Linked DNA regions of Ovis aries: region 1 is linked to region 2. Evidence: chromatin contacts called from public Hi-C data. All regions are on one chromosome and are shown on one strand. The core of a region is the stretch at or near the end of the contact, and the rest is flanking DNA. Distances in the headings are between cores, read along the strand shown. Region 1 holds the start of LOC101123603 (F-box/WD repeat-containing protein 12). Region 2 holds the start of CAVIN4 (caveolae associated protein 4).

Region 1 (4,392 bases), core at 412-2,911, 290 kb after region 2:
TAAGAAAGATGGTATTTTGGGGATGAAAGTAAAAGTTGGGTTCAGGTTGACAGTGCATGTCCAGTTCTGAGTAGGATTCAGGGTCAAGTTGAGGGTGAGGTTGATGTTCAGAATTAGAATCAGTGTTGGATTCAGGGTCAAGATCAATGTGAGGATAATGTCAGTGTCAGGGTGAGCATGACATTATGAAAGTCAAGGTCAATTAAGTCAAGGTGGGGTTCCATTTCTACTCCTGCTGGCAGGAATTAAGTTCTCCTCCAACTCTCCCTTCCCTCCCCCAATTACATTGGCCCAATCTGCATAATCCAGGACACTCTTTACATCTCATTCCTTTAATTACATTTGCAAAATCCCTTCTGTGTGTAAAACAGCACATTCATAGCTTAGGACATGGGCATTTTTAGGGTAACATTAGTCTTCTTACCACAGAGTGTCAGAGTTTGGCTTGTAGTCAAAATCAGGCTTAAGTTTCAACGTGAGGATAGGTCAAGATGGAGGTGATGATTAGGCTGAGGATCAGAGTCATCATAATCATGAAGGGCTATATCACCCTGAAGTTCAATTTCAGGGTTAAGGTCTAGGTCAAGTTCAAGGTCATGATGGGATTAGGGTGTCAGTGGTGTCAGCCAAGTGTGAGTCCATGGCAAGATGAATGTCAGAACCAGAGTCATGATCAGGTTTGGGGTGCAGACTAGTTTCAGTTTCAGCTTGAGTACAGTGCTCAGACAGTAAAGTATCTGCCTGCAATGCAGGAGACCTGAGTTCAATCCCAGGGTCAACATGAGAAACAAAGTAAGATAAATATCAATTAGATAGTCATGGTTAAGGTAAAAATGAGAGCCAAGTTCAAGGACAAGGTTAAATTTTAGGTCAAATGAGGTCAGAGTTTGGAATGAAGGTCAGAGTCAATGCAAGATCAAAGCCAGGCCAGTGGCCGGGGGTGGGGGGTGGGTGGGGAAGGGGCTGCTGAAGAACTGAGTGAAGGTGAGAGTGAGGGTATGTGCCAGGGTCAGGGTAATAGAGTCAGGTTAAATTTAAGGCTCAAGGTCAAGGCTAGGGTCTGTGTCGGGGGTGGGGGTAAGGTTTATAGAGTCTTTGTGAGCAGAACTGGCTGAGTATCAGTGATCAGGGTTTGGGTCTAGACCCACATTTATATGGAGGTGAGAGATACCAGAAATTGAGCTAGACTGAAGCTTACTTAGTCTTCAGATGTGGCTGGACAAACACGCAGAAGCCAGATCCTTAAAATACCTTTAAAGTCACATGAGACACTTAAACTCATCCTTGCAAGCAACAACTGAGTTTACTGTGCTTTACCCTCAAAGAGCCTAGAGGGCAGTGATGGTGGCAGTTAGTCACCTCTGTAACCTCAGTGCTTGCAGAAGTTTATACATATGAGCACAAAATGTATATTTTGAATAAAAAACTGCTAGTAAGTTTCTCTCACTTGTCTGTTTTTAATCTGTCCATGAACAAACAGTACACTGTCTTATTTACTATAGCCCTATGATATGTCTTGGTATGTATCTGATACGGTAAATCCTTTCATTGCTTTTCTCCTTTTCTTCTGCTTCTCCCTCCTTTTAACCTTTTCATTTCCACATATATATTTTAGAGTTGGCTTGCCAAATTATTAAATAAGAAAGACAAAAGCAAGTTCAGATTGTTTTGATATTTACTGAATTAACAAATGAATTCCAGGAATGTCTGTCTTATTTGCAAGATATCTCTGAGCGAAGAGGATAAGGTGCACCCTTATCCTGAGGGTGATGCTGGTAAACCAGTTTAAGGTGTAGAGGGTCACTACGGGGTCCCCCACTTGAGCCATCCCTGGCCCTTGCCTTCTGCCACCTCACCTCTAAAAGGAGCTCTGTTACATGAAGAACCTAGGAAGCCCCCAAGACTAAAGTAGCCATGAATGGGGCCACTTTCCAAGTGACCAGAGAGAAACAAGGATCAAGAGATGATGCCACCTCGGCCACTTCTTTCTATATGAACTATGGAAGAGGGGCGTACGTCACATAGAACTATTCAGGGTTTTTATAATAAATCTCAAAGTTGAACTAGTGTTTAATGTCTGAGAACAAAATCAAACCAAACTTTCCTTCTCACTTGGGTTTCCAACATGAGGACATGGTAAACTCAGTGCTGCCTTAGATGGTTCCACTGGGACAATCCCTGACCGGTGGAATCCCTGATGATGACAGGCATGCAGTGGAACTCACTGCTTCCTTCAGCACACAGGTGGGAGGCCGACAGCACAGGTTGAGGGCGCCCTCTGCTGGGGCTGGATGGCCTCATCATCTGGCCAGGACCAGGGCCACTGTGGTTGAAATCAGGCTGGAGCAGAGAGTGGCTTGGGTTGTCCTTGGGAGGGGCAGGAAGTTGGGGGGACAAGCCAACAGGGCCTGGCCCTGCATCTCAGCCCTCCGGGATGAAAGGCCGAATCAGCTCCGGGTTCAACAGTGACTCCTCGAGAGGCCGGTCCACGTGGAAGTCATGGACGTGCGGGGGTCCTGGGTGGGCCTTGGGTGCAGGTCCCCCTGGGCGCTGGGGGATCGGCAGCTCCGAGGGGTGGACAGGCAGGGGAGCTGTGAAGAAGTAGTGGTGCAGGAGGGCCTGAGGGGAGTGAGAAAGAGATAGCAAAAGGAAATCGGTCACTGCAGCCTTCCAGGTTCAGCTCATTTCCCTCTGTGGGAGCAGCGGGGGATATGAATACCCCGGAAGAAATTTTCTCATTCACGCATTCTCCATTCAAGATGATCCCAACAGCTCTGAGTGTTCACTGTTTCAGCACTGCTCCAAAGACAGGAGATGTAGCAGTGAACTGAACAAAGAGCTCTGCCTTCAAGTCTTCCATATAGTCAGGGGCTGGACATGATTGAGCGACTAAGCACAGCACAGCACGGGGGGGATAAACAAGAAAAAGTAAGATAAACAGTGCATCAGATGATTGGTGCTGTGGGAAAGAGAAAGTCAGAGCGTGGACAAGGAAAACTAGGGCAGCTGCAGGCCTGAAGAATGGGAGGGTAGGCCCCAAGAGGTAGCACTTGAGCAGAGATCTGAAAGCTGAATGAGTGAGGCTCTGGGACAGAAGTACACAGACCTTAGGACCTGGAGGAGGCTTGAGGTCCCACGGAGTGAGCAAGGGGAAGGGAGCTGCAGGGTCACAGACGTGACGGCCCCACGTGTGTGATGCCTGTGGGCCACTAGGACCTGGGCTTTTTGGCTGAGGAGAGAGCCCTGCAGGGGAAGATGTGACAGCCTGCCTGGACAAGGTCCCACTCTCTGCAGGGTGGAGAGACTGAATGGGCAGGAGGAGAAGCAGACTCTGGGAGGCAATTGGGGACTTGCGGGGAGGCAGGAGGCGCTTAGACTGGAGGCAGCAGCGCGGGGCTGAGAAGTGATCGGTTGGCTTTGTGTGTGTGTGCTAAGTCGCTTTAGTCACGTCCAACACTTTGCCCGCCAGGCTCCTCTGTCCTTAGGATTTCCCAGGCAAGAATACTGGAGTGAGGTACCATTCGCTTCTCCAGAGGATCTTCCTGACCCAGGGATCGAACCTGCATCTTTTTTTTTTAATGTCTCCTGCACTGGCAGGCAAATTCTTTATCACTAGCACTACCTGGGAAGCCTCGGTTGGCTTCAGTACATCCTAAAGGCATTGCTGACATTGGAACTCACAGTGGGTGTATGTAAACACACACTGCTTGTTCCAAGGGCAGGGAGGTAAGGCTGCCGTGAGGCCAGATGGACAGGTACATGTGACAGAGGCCTGACACCATGAGCCATCAGTCCATGGTTCTCCCCTCCTCCCTCACCTGCAGCCACAACCTACCCCTTCTGGGTCCTCCTCTCCAGGCCTCTGCTTATCATTTCTCTCGGGATAATAGACCCCGCCCCTGCCCTTCTCCAGAAGACCTGCATGACGCGAGAGTCAGTCCCAACATCCCTCCCCTTGATGCCCACAGACTGGCTGCCCTGCCCCACCACAGGGTGGAGAGCCCAGAGGAACAAGTCACATCTGTTCACTTGGCATCAGGACCCAAGACAATGCTGGGCACATGCCAGATGCTAGTAAATTCTTCTTGAAGGAATGAAGGGGTGAAGAAGTGAGATGCACTCTTCAGCGAGGTGGGCATGCCCTTTTAATATGGCCACTCCTAGCCACCTGCTGCCTCTCCAGGGTCTGCTCAGGAGAGGCACACCTTCTCCACGACCCCTGTCTCTGGGGGTGCTGTTCCCAGCCCATCACAGGTTCTGAGGACCTCAACCTGCTAGGTCACAGGGGCACGAACAAGGAGGGTCAGGACAATGGGTGTCTCCCTACCTGGGAGGCAGAGATGCGCTGCTGTGGTGGGTAGAGGAGGAACCGCCCTAGCAGGTCCAAGGCCT
Region 2 (4,484 bases), core at 164-2,663:
TAACTATAAATATTTAAATAGGTGAAAGTGGAATTTTGCTCATTTATTTGGTGTTCTGTGAACTGACTGATAATGACTTTCCAATTTTTCTACCATGAGAGTTCAAGCTTTTCCCTTTTGATTTATAATAGTTTTAAAACATACAATAGGTTTTAGGCATTTGCCATGGATGCATTCCTATCTCAAAAAACATGAGGGTCAAGTGCAGATAAGATAGGAAGATAGGAACTTACTAGCTCAATACACAATGCCACATAAAAACTACCATATAAAATCAGCTAAGAGGCATTATAATCAAATATAAGGAATTACTTAAGTGACTCCTATGCTTGTATAACTATAAGAAAAAAAAAGAACTGCCTGATTGTTCGTCAAGAAATACTGTTTTGCTTATAACTGTGACTTACACATTATTATATGCAAAAAATTCAATAGACAAATTAATTTCTGCAAAGTTTACATTTTTATTGTTTAGGGCTTTCCAGGCTCTCCATAGCAAGGGAAAGAACCACACTGTGGGGCTACAGGTCCTCAGTTTCTTTTTTTTTTTTTTTTTTTCCATACAACAAAGAGGTGTTTTAAACTGGAGGCTTCTTCGCTATCTTCTAGTTCTAACCTTCTCAAAGGCTATGAGAGGGCACCATGCTAATATGGCTAATATCCCAAAAGCGGATTACCAATATTAAGTTTCAAAGGCAAGAAATAGACTCAGCTATGATCCACAGTTCATATTACATGGAATGGTTGAGAAGCTCAAAACACGGACATAATAGTACACCAGTTAACAGAGAAATGGCTTTATCCTGAGATCCCTGCTGATACAGAACTCCACCACACACATGTATACAACAGTCACCATGTAACACTGGAAACTCGGATAGGACACGCTGGCCATTAAAGGATGCAAAAGATTGCAGTCATTGAGTTAAACACACAGCTTACCTGGAATATGACCACACGGAATTTGTTTTTCTTCATTATTTCTTCTTGCTTAGCTTCAACTTTTTTAACATGAGTTTGTTGCTTCTCCACCCGGGCCTTCACGTCTTTAATGTGAGCACTGACCTTTCGGGTTTTCTCAAACAACTTGTTAATGACATAGCCCATGTTGCTGTGTGACTGTGAAAACTTGAGCAGGTCGATCTGGACGGACTTGACGGCGTTCTCCATCACCCTGTGTCTCTCCTCTATCCTCTTCTGGCTGGCCTGCACGCTGTCCACGATGGCAGCGACTTTGTCCAGCACAGTCACAATGGTGAGAGCGGCATCTTGGTCTTCATCTTCTGTCACATTCGACAGGCGATTCTGGTGGATTTTATCAGCATTTGAAGCTGACCCATTATGCTCCATTTTAATTAGTTCTCAGTGAAAGATGTCTTACCACAATCAATTCTGGCACTGAGGGCAAAAAGTTAGCTTGATAACGGGCAACAGGGTTGCTTAAAGGGTTGGAAGCCCCACCCCTGGAGGCTGGTCAAGTATTTGTAACTACAAATACCCATAGATGACTGTTCTGCAATATGAACCCTCGCAAAGCACTGGGTGCTGTTCCAAACATGCTTACTGACTGACTAAGGGGCTCAAATAAGACTGTGTGGGTAGAAGAGGGAAGCTTTTTAAAAAGAAAAGTTCCCTAAAGCCACCGTGTTACTAATATTAAGCCTAGAAGCCAAATAACTAAACAAGCAAACTTTAAGTGATGGGTGAAGCCTTTTGCCTTTAGACAATTTCAAACATTATTTATAAAAAGCAACTGGGAATTTTGAACAGAAATCTGTTTTTTCCATTAATCTCACATATTAAATGTACTGATATATCAATATCAAAGAATGCAGTAAATAAACACACCAAAACAGAGGCCATATAGTGAAAACATTATATTATAACATGCTTTTCCAAACCAAATATTAAAATTAATATTTTGAACATATTCTTAAATTCTACATGCATACTTCTGAATACCTAAACTACATGTTAAACAGCTGAACACATTCTACTCACACTTCAGATCTTTAAACATCAACAATCTATTAGTATAGCTATCACTACAGAACAAATTTGGATAGAGGTCTGAGATGATTTTTAAGCTCACACAAAGAGCACCAATTGTTAACAATCATTTTTGCATTTTATTCACAAACACTGATACCATTGGTTTATTTATGTTAAAACAAATACTCTCTTTAAAAATGAATGTATATTAAAGTAGTTTAAATGACAGTCGGCTTTATTCCAATCTGCTTGTTAAACAGACTATTTTCACAACATCTAAGTCTACTTTTCCGTGATCCGTTTCATCATTGCTACCATATACTTTCAAAAATTAATTCAGAATTATTTTTTCAAAGAGAGGAATGATCAAATTCCAGTCCATACATCTTATAAATATTTTACATCTAACACACACAACTTTATATTTCATGCGATAGGCAGTGTCTAAAAAATCAGTTAATAAATCTCAAAAACATTGAAATGTCTAAACACAGTGTCTTCTAGATTTTTTTTTTTTTGTAAGAAAAGTAATCTGTAAACATCTTTACCTTTAGTTCATGCTTGGTCATTTGCTGCGGTCATTGTGGAAGAAGTGGGTATGACTTTGTAACCTTTTGTGAAGTGGTCCATCTTTGCAAAAATATTACATTCCATGGGTAAAGAACAAGTCTTAGAATTACCATGTGGTACAAATTTGTGAAATCAATTTCTGTATTTAAAAACATAAAACAAAGACTACTAAACAGTCCAAAACTGTTGTAGCTGAATATTCTAAATACGAGCCAACAGTACTACACTAAAAATGTCCAAAAATAAGGCCTCTGAAATAAATATTTCCATTCTTTAAAAAAAGACATAATAAATGTACATCACATGGTCAGTGTACATATAAAAGTCACCAGTTCAGACCATTCTGGATGACGTATCTGAAGTAAAATGACCTAGGTTTTGCTTCTGTCGTCGTCCTCTATTATTTTTAGGGCATTTTCTGTTAAGAAAAAAGGAAAATGTCATTTTGTTTAGGATATTTCAAATGTTTCTAGGTTAATACACATTCCACACATAAAGCCACATTGCAAATGGTCACATGAAACAGAAAGAGATGCGATTTGATGACAGACCATCATGTCAGACTGCCGCCTTTCCTACAAAGCTGGGAGGTAAGAGGGTTAGACATGCAATGCAGGTGTAAACACAAATGAAGCTCACTCCCAGGGCCTCCCACTGCATGTGCAACCCCAAGAGGAATAGCCACCCTTCTTCTGGCCTGGCAATTGCCAAACCGCAGTGACTGGTAACATGGAAACTTGTGACAGCAGAAAGGATCCTTACTTATGTACTTTCTCTGAGCATGACAACACCCTCAAAATGACAAGGACAGCTTAGATGAAGGAGAAATCAGGAAGAAATGTGCTTATCCCTCAAATCAGAAAATACAGGAAATGCCTAGTTATTTTAGACAGTAACTCAGAAGAAGTCATTCGACACCCTGCTGGGACAAACCACAAAACCCAGGACAGAACCGGGGGATAAGAGATACTTCTCAGTCGGCTCTCACAGTTCTGTGCATGTTTCTCTGCAGTGGTTTGAAGCCTGTCATGCCATGTGCCCACCCACTAGAATGTAAACGCAATCAGCTCTCACTGTGCACAAAGTGCTATACACTACACAACATGGAATAAAGGAAGCTGGATGAGCTCCAGTAATTCGGAGTTTAGGCTCTGCTAGAAACTAGCTGTGCAACCCCCTTTTTCTATAAGCAAAATATTAAGAGTTGGACTAACCTCTAAAATCTCTTCCAGCAAGAACTTTATAATCTACTGGTAAGAAAGTCTTGAGACAATGAGAACTTCCACCCTGAAGTTCCAGATTTTTACTCATTTTCCAAGAGCACTACTTTGTCTTGATGTAAAAGCCCTGATGGTGACACTTCCAGTTTACATACTGTTTTTCACAAATTTTACCTTACTTATCCTCATAAAAACACTTAGAGGTAGACAGGGCTGGAATCAACTCCATTTCACATATGGGAACACTGATTGAGAGGGACGGCAATCTTCCTCAACTGTCACAAACTCACCGTGACACGGGCCAAGTTCCTGAGACCATGGTTTTTTCCATCTACACAATAAGGGGGTTTAAGACGCCAAGCCTAAGAGAAGAAAATTTCACTCCTGCAGTCTTGATAAATGTGTCAGTGGGAACATCCATTTAAAGGAAGATTCCTCACATGTAACAGTCACCACAGGATAAGTGAACAGCTGTCGCAATGGACTGTGTGGGAGAGACACTCCTTAAAAATGCAGTGCAGGTCAGTCCATGTGCATAATTATAATATCCTCAATTCAAGGGAGCAAGACCTTCTAGGGGTGAAAATGCCATCATAAAAAGGCCTCAGGAAGAGATCTATGATAAATTCAATGAGATGACCCTTCAGACATAGAGTCAGAGGGTAGTGAAGACACTGTAACAGTTAAAAATAAATATAAGGC

The links. A called contact is a pair of places that touch in the nucleus more often than the background predicts.
Region 1: a contact with region 2 is called in a Hi-C map of skin fibroblasts, with 4 times the contacts expected there. The contact joins the promoter of LOC101123603 here to the promoter of CAVIN4 in region 2. A contact is called at or near these places in 2 of 16 Hi-C or Micro-C datasets (muscle and skin fibroblasts).

The regions. Positions count from the first base shown.
Region 1 is chr2:22,853,119-22,857,510 of ARS-UI_Ramb_v3.0, forward strand. It overlaps LOC101123603 (F-box/WD repeat-containing protein 12), which reads right to left and starts at 1,662. Exons shown (of 10, transcript XM_060409009.1): 1 at 1-1,662. CDK20 (cyclin dependent kinase 20) reads right to left here. Exons shown (of 8, transcript XM_012115120.5): 7 at 4,328-4,392; 8 at 1,658-2,619. The coding sequence ends at 2,422.
Region 2 is chr2:22,568,230-22,572,713 of ARS-UI_Ramb_v3.0, forward strand. CAVIN4 (caveolae associated protein 4) reads right to left here and starts at 1,414. Exons shown (of 2, transcript XM_004004049.5): 1 at 943-1,414. The coding sequence starts at 1,350. TMEFF1 (transmembrane protein with EGF like and two follistatin like domains 1) reads right to left here. Exons shown (of 9, transcript XM_042242956.1): 9 at 1,863-2,980. The coding sequence ends at 2,896.